Regions from separate parts of the Mus musculus genome. Here all the other regions are linked to region 1. A link is a contact called in public HiChIP or PLAC-seq and promoter capture Hi-C data. All regions are on one chromosome and are shown on one strand. The core of a region is the stretch at or near the end of the contact, and the rest is flanking DNA. Distances in the headings are between cores, read along the strand shown.

What was found. HiChIP or PLAC-seq counts read pairs in DNA pulled down with a chosen protein or histone mark. Capture Hi-C pulls out chosen DNA fragments and counts their contacts.
Region 2: a contact with region 1 is called in a FOXA1 HiChIP or PLAC-seq map of pancreatic cancer cells. The contact joins the enhancer-like site here to the promoter of Uggt1 in region 1. A contact is called at or near these places in 2 of 39 promoter capture datasets (the 3T3-L1 cell line and pre-B cells), 1 of 115 datasets of contacts at active chromatin or transcription factors (pancreatic cancer cells) and 1 of 9 other capture datasets (embryonic stem cells).
Region 3: a promoter capture Hi-C map of liver shows a contact between it and region 1. The contact joins the promoter of Lman2l here to the promoter of Uggt1 in region 1. A contact is called at or near these places in 2 of 39 promoter capture datasets (cranial neural crest and pre-B cells), 3 of 115 datasets of contacts at active chromatin or transcription factors (the SCID.adh cell line, effector CD8 T cells and pancreatic cancer cells) and 2 of 9 other capture datasets (adipose tissue and liver).

What each region holds. Positions count from the first base shown.
Region 1 is chr1:36,242,416-36,245,783 of GRCm38.p6, reverse strand. It overlaps Uggt1 (UDP-glucose glycoprotein glucosyltransferase 1), which reads left to right and starts at 1,482. Exons shown (of 41, transcript NM_198899.2): 1 at 1,482-1,714. The coding sequence starts at 1,657. It overlaps Gm39625 (a long non-coding RNA gene), which reads right to left and starts at 1,475. Exons shown (of 2, transcript XR_865343.3): 1 at 1,301-1,475.
Region 2 is chr1:36,496,192-36,499,559 of GRCm38.p6, reverse strand. It overlaps Cnnm4 (cyclin M4), which reads right to left. Exons shown (of 7, transcript NM_033570.2): 2 at 1,427-1,570; 3 at 1,031-1,165; 4 at 1-149. Among named protein-coding and RNA genes, the nearest start is that of Cnnm3, 14 kb to the left of the region's middle. Within about 2 kb of position 1,644, at least 13 of the 459 cell types and tissues checked have an H3K27ac peak or open chromatin away from gene starts, as enhancers often do. A contact at or near this core is called in pancreatic cancer cells, where this site is marked.
Region 3 is chr1:36,443,682-36,447,049 of GRCm38.p6, reverse strand. It overlaps Lman2l (lectin, mannose-binding 2-like), which reads left to right and starts at 1,779. Exons shown (of 8, transcript NM_001013374.2): 1 at 1,779-2,000. The coding sequence starts at 1,817.

The sequences.
Region 1 (3,368 bases), core at 233-2,732:
GTTCTACCTATAAAAGGCACAGATGTCGCTCCTGCCCTCACAACATTAAACAGATAATAATAATAATAATAATAAAAAAAATCTACAGAGCACTGATTTCAGAGGACAAATGTGCCACTTCAAAAGTCGGAGAGAAGATTTGGAGTAACGGTCAGTGCTTGCGTTCTCTCTCTTTCTTCTCTGTGTGAGTGTCTCCAGGTTGGCACACATGTGTGCAAGTCAGTGTCTCCAATTTGGTACACATGTGTGTGCATGGGTGTGCAAGCTAAAGATTAGTCTCAGCTGTCATTTCTCAGGACAATGTCCAGTTTGGTTTTCTGAGAGTGTCTCTCACTAGTCTGAACCACACCCATTTGGCTGGTAGCTTGCTGGCCAGTAAGACCCAAAGTTCTGCCTGTCTCTACCTCCAGTGTTTACTTGGCTAGTATGTTATGTGTGTGTGTGTGTATGTGTGTGTGTGCATGCACGTATGTATGCCTGTGTGTGTGTGTATGTATGAATATATGTGTGTGCCTGCACACAAGCTCAATTGACACTTCGTATTTTCCCCAGTCACTCGGTATTTATTGAGGTAGAATTCTTGAGCTCAAGAATTCTGGCTAGTGTGGCTAGCCACTTTGCCAGAGGAATTGTCTCTGCCTCCTGAGAACTGGGATTACAGGTAGCTATTACTACAATTTCTACAGGGGTCCTGGAGATCTGAACTGTAGTCTTCACATCTGGGCAGCAAATACTTTGTCTACTGAGTCATCTCCGCAGCCCGTGCCTGGCGTTTGCGGTGTATTCTGGGAATTGAGCTTAGGTTTCCAGCTTAGCAGCAAGAACCTTTGTCTTTTTTGCTTTCTTTTCCCCTGATGCTGCTTGGGTCTTGGAGGTGGTGATATAGGTGTTTCAGTCAGAGCTGAGATCATTTAGTCTCAGTCAGTTTGACTAGTTATGGATCTCTGCATTAACCAACATCACATACTCTAAAACAAATTTATAACTTTTTCTTCCTTTTGAGATAGGGCCTTGAACTCACAGAGATTCTTCTGCCTTTTTTTTTTTTTTTTTTTTTCTCGAGACAGGGTTTCTCTGTATAGCCCTGGCTGCCCTCGAACTCACAAATCCGTTTGCCTCTGCCTCCCGAGTGCTGGGATTAAAGGTGTGTGCCACCACGCCCAGCATGAGCTTCTTCTGCTTTTTGTGTCTTGAGTTTGTGTACGTTTATTTAACTTGAGAGGAATAAATAATAAAAATAGGGAGAAAAAGGTTGAAATAACTATCTGCCGGGGCGGTTGGACTGCGCCTTGAAGCTCACCTGCTTGAACTGGGTCTTCTAGGATCTTAAATTCAGGAGGCGAGCTGGCTCAACCAGGAGAGGGGAGGGGCCGAGAGAAGGGGCGGGTCTTATGCCGGTTTCATGGCCGCTGCGGGACTCTCTGGCAAACCCCCGCCGCACTCGATAGCCGGAAGTCGTCCTGCCTTCGCCTCTAGGAAGCGGAAGTGCAGGGGCAGCTGGCAACTGGGTTATTGCTTTGAGAAACCGGCTTGTGAGGAGCGGCGGGAAAGGCGCGTGTCGGCTTCTCACTGGCGCAGCCTCCCCGGCGATCGCCGCTGCTCCGCCCTGCCCAGGCGTCGTTGCAGACACCGGAGTGGACGAAGCGCGGCCCGGGCATGTGCAGCCGGGGGGATGCGAACACTGCGGATGCCGCGGCTGCGCGGCGGGTGACAGGTACCTTGGGTGGCGTGGGGAGGCCTCGGGAACAGGAGAGGGGCCAGCGCGGGAGGCGACCGTGAGTCCGAGTCACCTTGGGCTTCCTCTTGTACTCTGACTCGGTTTTCCCTCCAGTGTTCTCTCCACGAGCGCCTCAAGTCGTCCCCAGCGGTCTTCTGGGGACAGAGTGGCGGCGGGCTCACTCCAGCAGTCCTGACCCTGTTTGAAGTGTAGGAGGAGGAAGCGCCCCCAGGACTTTAGACCAAGTCTGACCCTAAGTAGGTTGAGAATCAGCATTTTGCATGATTCTGGAGAAACGAGTTGGCGTTTTTATAGGTTTCTGAGTTCAGGTGATGCATCTGTGGGTGATAAGATCTCTTGGCGTGAAATTGGACGGTTCACTTCACTTTTAGCTTGTGATCTGTGCATCTCCAAAACATTGTGATCGTGAGCTCTTCTTGCTGCTGGGCTGAAAGCTCTCTTGTTCTGCATTTGTTGCCAGGTTTGAAATGGAGAGAGTGTTTTGTTTGTTCTGAGACCTATGATCTTGCCCTTGCAGTGCCTTGGAAACATCTGTGCCCGTGCAAGCTTATTGTAGTATAAAGTTCTTTATTTCCTAGTAATACCTTGTACACTGCCAAACGCATGAAGACATAGTCATGTCTGTTTGCTTGTCCTACCCCTTTGGAGGTAGGGTCTCAGGATCATAGGCTACCCTTGGAATCCCGGCCACCACCAGATCTGCTTGGAGACATTTTACAAAGCTAGTTAACACTACAAAACTGGAGCAGATTGTAGCCTTTCCACTTGACTTGTTTTTGGTAAACTTAGCTGAAACTTTTCTTTCTTAAATAAAAAATTTTATTTTGTTTACTTAGATTTTGTTGTGTGTATACAGGACAACTTAGTGGAGTTAGCTTTCTCCATCCACCTCTGTGTGGCTTTCTTTTTAGGGCTCAATCTCAGGTCACCAGGCTTGCATGGCAAGAGCCTTTACCCACAGAGCCATCTTGCTAAAACTTTCTTTTTTGCTTTCTTGAGGGAGGAAGAGAAAGGGAGAGAGGATCTAGATATAGAGACACAAATTAAATGTCTGTCTCTCTGTCTGACTGTTTGTCTATATCAAGAGGTGGGAGAGAGAATATGAATTTGTTATGTAGAGACCAGAAGACAACTTTAAAGGATGGCTCTCTCCTTCCACCATGGGGGTCTGGGGATTGAATTCAAGTTTTCAGGCTTTGTAGCTATTGCCTTTATCCATTGAGCCATCTCCCCGGACCCAAAATTTTATTAAAAGAGGTAAAACAATACTTTGTAAAGTAGCAGGGTATCTTAGTGTGCATTTAACTATTGGGGAATAGATGGAGCTAAGGAGAAACCTTAGTTAGAACGTCTCTGGTGGGAGCCAATCCTTTGCATTCATATGAATAGTAACTTGTTGGAGTGGAAATCAAATGGATGTTTCACAGAGAAGAGCTAATAGGGATGGATGTATCAAGTTTAGCTAATTTCTTCTCACTTGGATTGGGTGTTTCCTGTTATTTTTCTTTGCTATACACCACACACACACACACACACACACACGCGCGTTGAAACTCAGTCTGGTAGATTTATAGTTGCAGATTTGTTTTGTCTTTTTTTATTTTTTGCCTTTTTTCTTTTTAAGAGTTCT
Region 2 (3,368 bases), core at 395-2,894, 250 kb before region 1:
ATCGGCCGGCTTGTTCCGGGTGTACAGGTAGTGGCGAACGCAGTACCTGTTGTGCTCATTGAACCTGAGCTCCTGAATGACGTCGGGGTACTTGAGCAGCCGGAGCAGGATCTTCTCTGACATCAGAGAGGGGCTAAACTGGGGCACCTCTGCAGGAGAGAGACAGGACTTCACAGGTGCCCGCCCGGGACAGGCAGCCAACATGGACGTGACCACGCCACTCTGTACTAGAATGGCTTCCTCCCTGCTTGGGCCATTTCTTCAGCCTGCACCTCCCTGGGAAGTACCACGCTTGGCTTCTGCGGCTTAGATGGCATCAGCCAGCTTCCACAGCTCCAGTAGAGCAGTCATGCCCTTTGGCAGACTACTGAACTTACATGTCTCCATTTTCTCATCAGGGAGATAGGGACACGACTTCCCTGGGTGGTCTCATGCTTAAGTGGCACCACAGGTAGAGTATTCTTGGCTGGTGCATGTTAATTAAGTGTTCCTACAATTACTACTCTGCATCATATCGGAAAAACACAAAGGAAAAGGGGTTTACCGACACTTTTAGCAAGTGGGCCTGAAGGGAAGTGGCAGCATGGGTGGCAGGGTTTGTCTCAACTGTCACCCATGTCCCAGAGGTGCTTTAAATTAGAGGGACGGGAGGAGTGCTGCTGAGGTACACGTCAGCTCTGTAGGAACCAGCCCAGCACAGCACAGCACAGAGGGAAGGTGGAAGCCCTACTTCAGGGCAGGTTAGCAGGTCAGAGGGAGACAGCCTGAAGGGCCCGGGGGCCGGGTACTCCCTTGGATGTCTCAGCGCTTGCTCTGTACACTAGCTAGACTGTGTCTGCGAGTCTGTGGCAGCCGTGGTGAACATGATGATCTCTGTGGGAGGAGGGGGGTAAGATACCCAGACCTCTCCAAGGTGAGTGTGTGCCAGCACTCAGTGCTCTCCTTGGGAGGAATGGTCAGAGGCCCAGGGTTACTCCCTCTGTGACTACATTTCCTTCTACCCATGGCGGAAGGCGCTTCACGCTCTTACCTGTGGCCAGGAAGCGATGAGCAGCCAGAAGAAGCTGAGGTGAGATTTTCACTTTGAGTTCATTGTCAGTGTCCTTGAAGGCAGAGAAGTCACGCTTGTTTTTCACGGACACCCGTTTCCGGGTCCGATTATCAGCTGTAAGAGGAAAGGTCTGGACCTGAACTATACTTCCCAGGCTTCTCTCCACAGAGCAGCAGGCTCCAGGCAGGGAGGGTGAAGGAGGCTCAGCATTGTGCCCTTCCTCCCCACAGACAATACAGGGCACCTAGCTGACTACCAGACCTGACTCAGGGGTTCTGGGGCCTCCCCAGCCATGCCCTGTAGCCTCTCTGCCTAGGGATACCAGACTTCAGAGATACAATAGGATTCTGGGCCCATGGTGAGGGCTCAACTCACTGTACATGTCCGACTCATCGAGGATCTCGGACTTGATGATCTCCTCGATGACGTCCTCCAGAGTGACCAGGCCCAGCACCTCGTAGAAGGGGTCGCCCTCGCCCTCATTGTTCACCTTCTGCACGATGGCCAGGTGGGACTTGCCTGTGGGGACAGCACACTAGGTCAGGTATGAAGCAATGTCAACACATTAGGCTTGAGTCACTGGGCAGTCACCGGAGTCTGCCTTCCTTGCCAGGTTTCAGATACTGCTCTCATGACTAGGAGGACCACAGTGCTTGGAAAGGCCTTACATTGAGGACCTTTTGTTTAAAGAGTACAGAAACTGGGTATGGTAACTCACATCTGTTATCCCAATACTCGAGAAGCAAAAACAGGAGGATCGCTGCAAGTTTGAGGCCATCCTGGGTTATACAACCAAACCCAGGCTTGCCTAGACTATACTTAACCCCCTGTCACAAGAAGGGGAAAAAAAAAAGATGGAGAGGAGGAAGAAGAGGAGGAGGAGGAGGAGAGAATGACAGGCTGTGCCTGGTGCTGCCTGCCAGGGCTTCTGAGGCCTCCAGGAGGAGTGAGGCTGTAGTACAAGACCACAGGAAGCCCATGGTCAGGGCGTGCACATGACAGCTGGACAGAGAGTCTAGCAGCTGCCCACATGGCAGGCCCCTGGTGGGCATGGAGCACTAGGGAACCACTGAGCAGTCGGCCTTGCTCAATGCCAAAAATTCTTGACACTAGCTTGCCCACTGGGCCCTACAAAAAGGTTTCTAGCTAAGAAGCCACTTAGAACCCTATGCTGGGCTAGCTCAGGCCCCCCAAGCTGTGTGCTTTGCCAAAGGGGACAGCTGTTCATCATGGCAGAACCTTTCTTTCTCACAGAAGACACTTCTGTTAAGATCACCAGTGACCTTCAATGGGAAGGTTTTATTCTTAGAGGACCTGCTGGCCAGTGGTCCTTACTCCCTCCTGGAAACCCCTTTCCGTTGGCAACAGACATTTCCCTGCTGTATTCCTGGCCCCAGGGTGTCTTCCTTTTCTTTCTTTTCTTCCTTTTTCCTTTTCCTTTCTTCCTTTCCTTTCTTCCTTTTCTTTTTTTTAATTAAAAAAAATGTGTGTGTGTTTCCCTGGATGCACTCTGTGTACCACATGTACGTACTCTTAGTGCCCCTGGAAGCCAGCAGAGGGTGTCAGATCTCCAGAACTGAACTGGAGTGACAGTAGTTGTGAGCAGCCAGATTTTGTCTTCTGTAGCTTGTGCTGACCTTGAACTCATGAACCTCCCGACTGACTTAGTTTTTAAGGGCTTGAATTACAAGTGTGTAGAGGTGTGTTACTATCCTTGGTTCCTCCCTGACCTCTTAATGCTGGAGAGCTGAGTCCTTGCTAGTGACTTAAATAGACAAGTGTCAAGATAGCTCAAATTAAAAAAAAAAAAATCTGTTGCTTCAAGGCAGGGTCTCATGTAGCTGAACTTTCTGAAGCTCCCTGTGGAGCTGAGCCCCTGACCCTCCCGCCACTACCTCCCAAGTGCATGGGGTTATAGGGTCTGCACCGTCCTGCCCACATCAGAGAGCACCGCTATCCCAAATCAAGGCTGTGTGCAGGTTAGGCAGGCACTCGAATATTGTGCTATATTCCCAGACTCTAAGTAAAATTTTGTAGCCTTCTTCTGTGTCCTCAAATCTTCTATCCAACTGTAAGCTAAAAGCCTCAACACCTGGAACCTGACAGGGCTAGGAGCTAGCTCATGACCCCACAGTCTTTCTCTTCTCTGCTCAAGACAGCTCCATTCTGTCCTTTCAGTTAGCAAGGCTCAGATGAAGCCAGCGGCCTCCTCTCACTCTACTCCTCTTCATCCACTCAGCTGCAGAGACAGAGAGGGAAGGAGACGGGCTGCAGACATGAGAAGCAGCATGCCAGAGTTAGTCATTTCAGAGTTTCT
Region 3 (3,368 bases), core at 530-3,029, 200 kb before region 1:
GACATGTGTACAGACTGATCTGATCGGTTCCTATGGGGTTTGGGTGGCCAAACTAGGGTGACTGGAAGTTACTCTATGGCCACTGTGGGTCCTAAATGGTTTTGTGGTAAGTGAATGGCAAAGAGATTAACTGCAGTTCCTAAAGTCTTGTCACCATTTATCTGTCTCGAGATAGGGTTGTAAAAGATCGGTAGCTTTGTCAGCTTTCAAGAGTTGATCTTCTCTGAGGCAAGCTCACATCTTGTTTCTCTGTAAAATTTACTCATGTTTGGAAGAGAGTTAGCTTTGACTGTGTCTATTGGGAAGATGTAGACACAAGTCTGATAAGTCCATTGTAGCTATCTATGGACCAGAGTCAGAGCTCAGCAATGCACACACGGTCGGGTCTGAGTGGGGTCGAGGGAGGCCTCCAGGAGGAAGTAGGTAAGAGGAAGCTAGTTTTCTGAAAGAAGTGAGCAATCAGGCAGGAAGCTGGAACTTGGTGAAATATGAACTCTGGGGTGTAGTACAACCAATTTAAGTTTATCCCTGACCAGCTTACAAGTAAGTGAGACTCAGACTATGGTTATTTTATTTGGCTTTGACAGTTTCTAGGGGTAACCCCTAATCTACTCTTCTAACTGCTGGCCTGGCTACCTCCCCAGTGGTACAGCCTAAGTACTTGGCTGCTTCTTCTGGCCATGGACTCATAGTCCATCTCGTCTCCTGGAGGCTTCCTCCCCTTCTTTCGTTCTTCCTCTTCTCCCCTGGTTTCTCTTCCTTCTGCTCTCTTCTCCACCCTCAACTAAGTAACTTAAAACCCACCTACCTCTAATCCCTCCCTCCAGTAATTGGCTGTAGTCAATTCTATTTAACCAATCATTTTAAATCAAGGAACAAGGTTTGCACAATAAAAGCATGTAACCCTGAAAATTCACACAGAATTTAGCATACACTTAATTTCTATAAATATCATCATGTGATGTTGGTTGATTGTGCTCGTCAACCCAGCATGTAACCCAGGCTGCCCTTTACACATTTTACAGTTTGCCAGATGTTTGTTTCTTTGGTTTGGTTTGCCTGTTTGAGACAGTTTGCCAGATGTTTGTTTCTTTGGTTTGGTTTGCCTGTTTGAGACAAGGTTTCTCTGTGTAGCCTTGGCTATTCTAGAACTTGCTCTGTAGACCAGGCTTGCCTCAAACTCAGAGATCCAAATACCGTTGCCTCCAAGCATTGGGATACAATCCGTGCACCACCACCACCCTGGAACCAGTCGTTTCATTCTAATGAATTACTTAGGTCACTCCCTAACTCACTGTGTTGACTTTGAACTCCTCACCTTCCTGCCTCAGTCTCCAGAGTGCTGGGATGACCTAATGCCTTCCCACATCGTAAGTCAAGTTCTTTACCAACACAGCTAGTCTTCAGTTCCTTCCACTCATTTTAGTCACGGATTTGTCTATTTTTCTTTTTACTTCTATGCCCTCTTGGCTGTTAGCTTGGCGGCCAGGTAGGTACAAATGGCAGTGACAATCGGGAAAAAAAAATGTTTTATCGCTTTAAATTTACTATAGAATGCAGAAACAAACTAAGAATCTCTATTACTAGCAGGCCTGGTGAAGCCTGGGACAAAAGCAGAGAAGGGAGTCTGGACATTCGGCAACGCCCCTTGCCTGGGTTGGCAAGGCAACTGCTACTAGTCAGCCAATCGGTGGGATACTCACCTGCGGGGGAGGGAACTCTCCAGGAGCCAATGGGAGATCGGGCCGATGGTTCCGCAGGCCAATGGGTTGGGCCACGGGGCGGGCTTTTTGATGAAGGGCCGGCGGTGGGAAAGATGGCGGCGGCTTCGAGACCCTCCTGGTGGCAGCGGTGGCGGCGGCGCGCGTGGGCTCGGGACGGGGCCAAGCTTTTGCTCTTTCTCCTTCTGTTGGGGTCTGGGCCGGGGCCGCGGCATGTCAGGGCGGGTCAAGCGGTGGAGTACTTGAAACGGGAGCACTCGCTGTCGAAGCCCTACCAGGGTGAGGCGCCCGGGGCGAGGTGGTCGTGCAGGGAGGGCTTGGGGACCGAGTCGGGACTGAGCTCGAGGACGCAGTCCCCGGCGGGAGGGGGCGCCCCGAGGATCTCCGCTCCTTTGAAGAGCCACAGGTCCGAAGGACAAGGGTCCGCCCCCCACCCCCGCCCCTTTCCGAGCGCTAGAAGTTTCTAGTAGGTCTAGGTAGGGCTCTCAGCTGTCACTAGTGTCAGGCTCGAAGGAAGAGGTGTTTGGAGTTGGACAGAAATATGAGGAGAGAGAACTGAGATAAATGAGGGATGGTTGAGGACCATTAGCGATGAGCCGGTGTCGGGATAGAGTGGTGGCTGCTCTGGATAGAAAGCAAGAACCCGGGTAGAACTCGGTCGGACTGAGGAAGGAGAGGGGGAAAAAAGTCTGTTTGCTGGTTAGAACACCTGCTCCTTCCTTCCCAGGCCGCGAGCCCTGATGATGAAAGAGGCTGGTTAGCATTGCTCTCTTCAGGGATTTCTAGATCTCTAAGCACAGCTCAGTGTCAGAAAATTGACACAGGTGTCTACAAAGAAGAGAAATTAATGCTGTTAGAGCTTAATACAAGTTTGTTTTTCTCGCAGAGCTGTGGATAGGGGGTGCAGGAAACACAAATTTAAACTGCAGAAAGCAGTTTGAATTTTTGTTACTAAGATGTCATTTCTGTTACTAAGATGTCATTATTTTACTGGTTGGTTGTAGTACCTCCTTAGTGTTGGTCCCTGCTGATACTATGGGTTAGTCTGGTTTTTCACCCTGGGGGTACTTATACTTAGTCTAAGGGATTTGGGGATAATCAGCTACACTTGAAAGATTGATTTTATTTTATTTTTTAAATTTTATTTATTTATTTATTTATTTATTTATTTTGTTTTTCGAGACAGGGTTTCTCTGTGTAGCCTTGGCTGTCCTGGAACTCACTCTGTAGACCAGGCTGGCCTCGAACTCAGAAATCCGCTTGCCTCTGCCTCCCAAATGCTGGGATTAAAGGTGTGTGCCATCACTGCCCGGCCTGAAAGATTGATTTTAAAAGAATATGTTTAAGCTCATAGGCTTTTGAGAATATATCTCTTTTAATATAAATGACAAAATTTTTGTCCTTTCATAGTGCTAAAGTTCACCCACACATACAGATCTCAACTACTGTTACTGTGCCATGTGTAAATGACAGCTCTGTGGTGGGTTGGATTCTTCAGCTGAAGAATTTAGCTGAAGGAAGTTTGGTGAGATGTCAGGTACCTGTGGTCCAGGAGCCTGAGACAGAATATTGAGACTCACATTCAAAAAGAAAAAGAAAAACATTAATTCATGTATTCATTAATAATACTAAAGGAAAAATAATGGC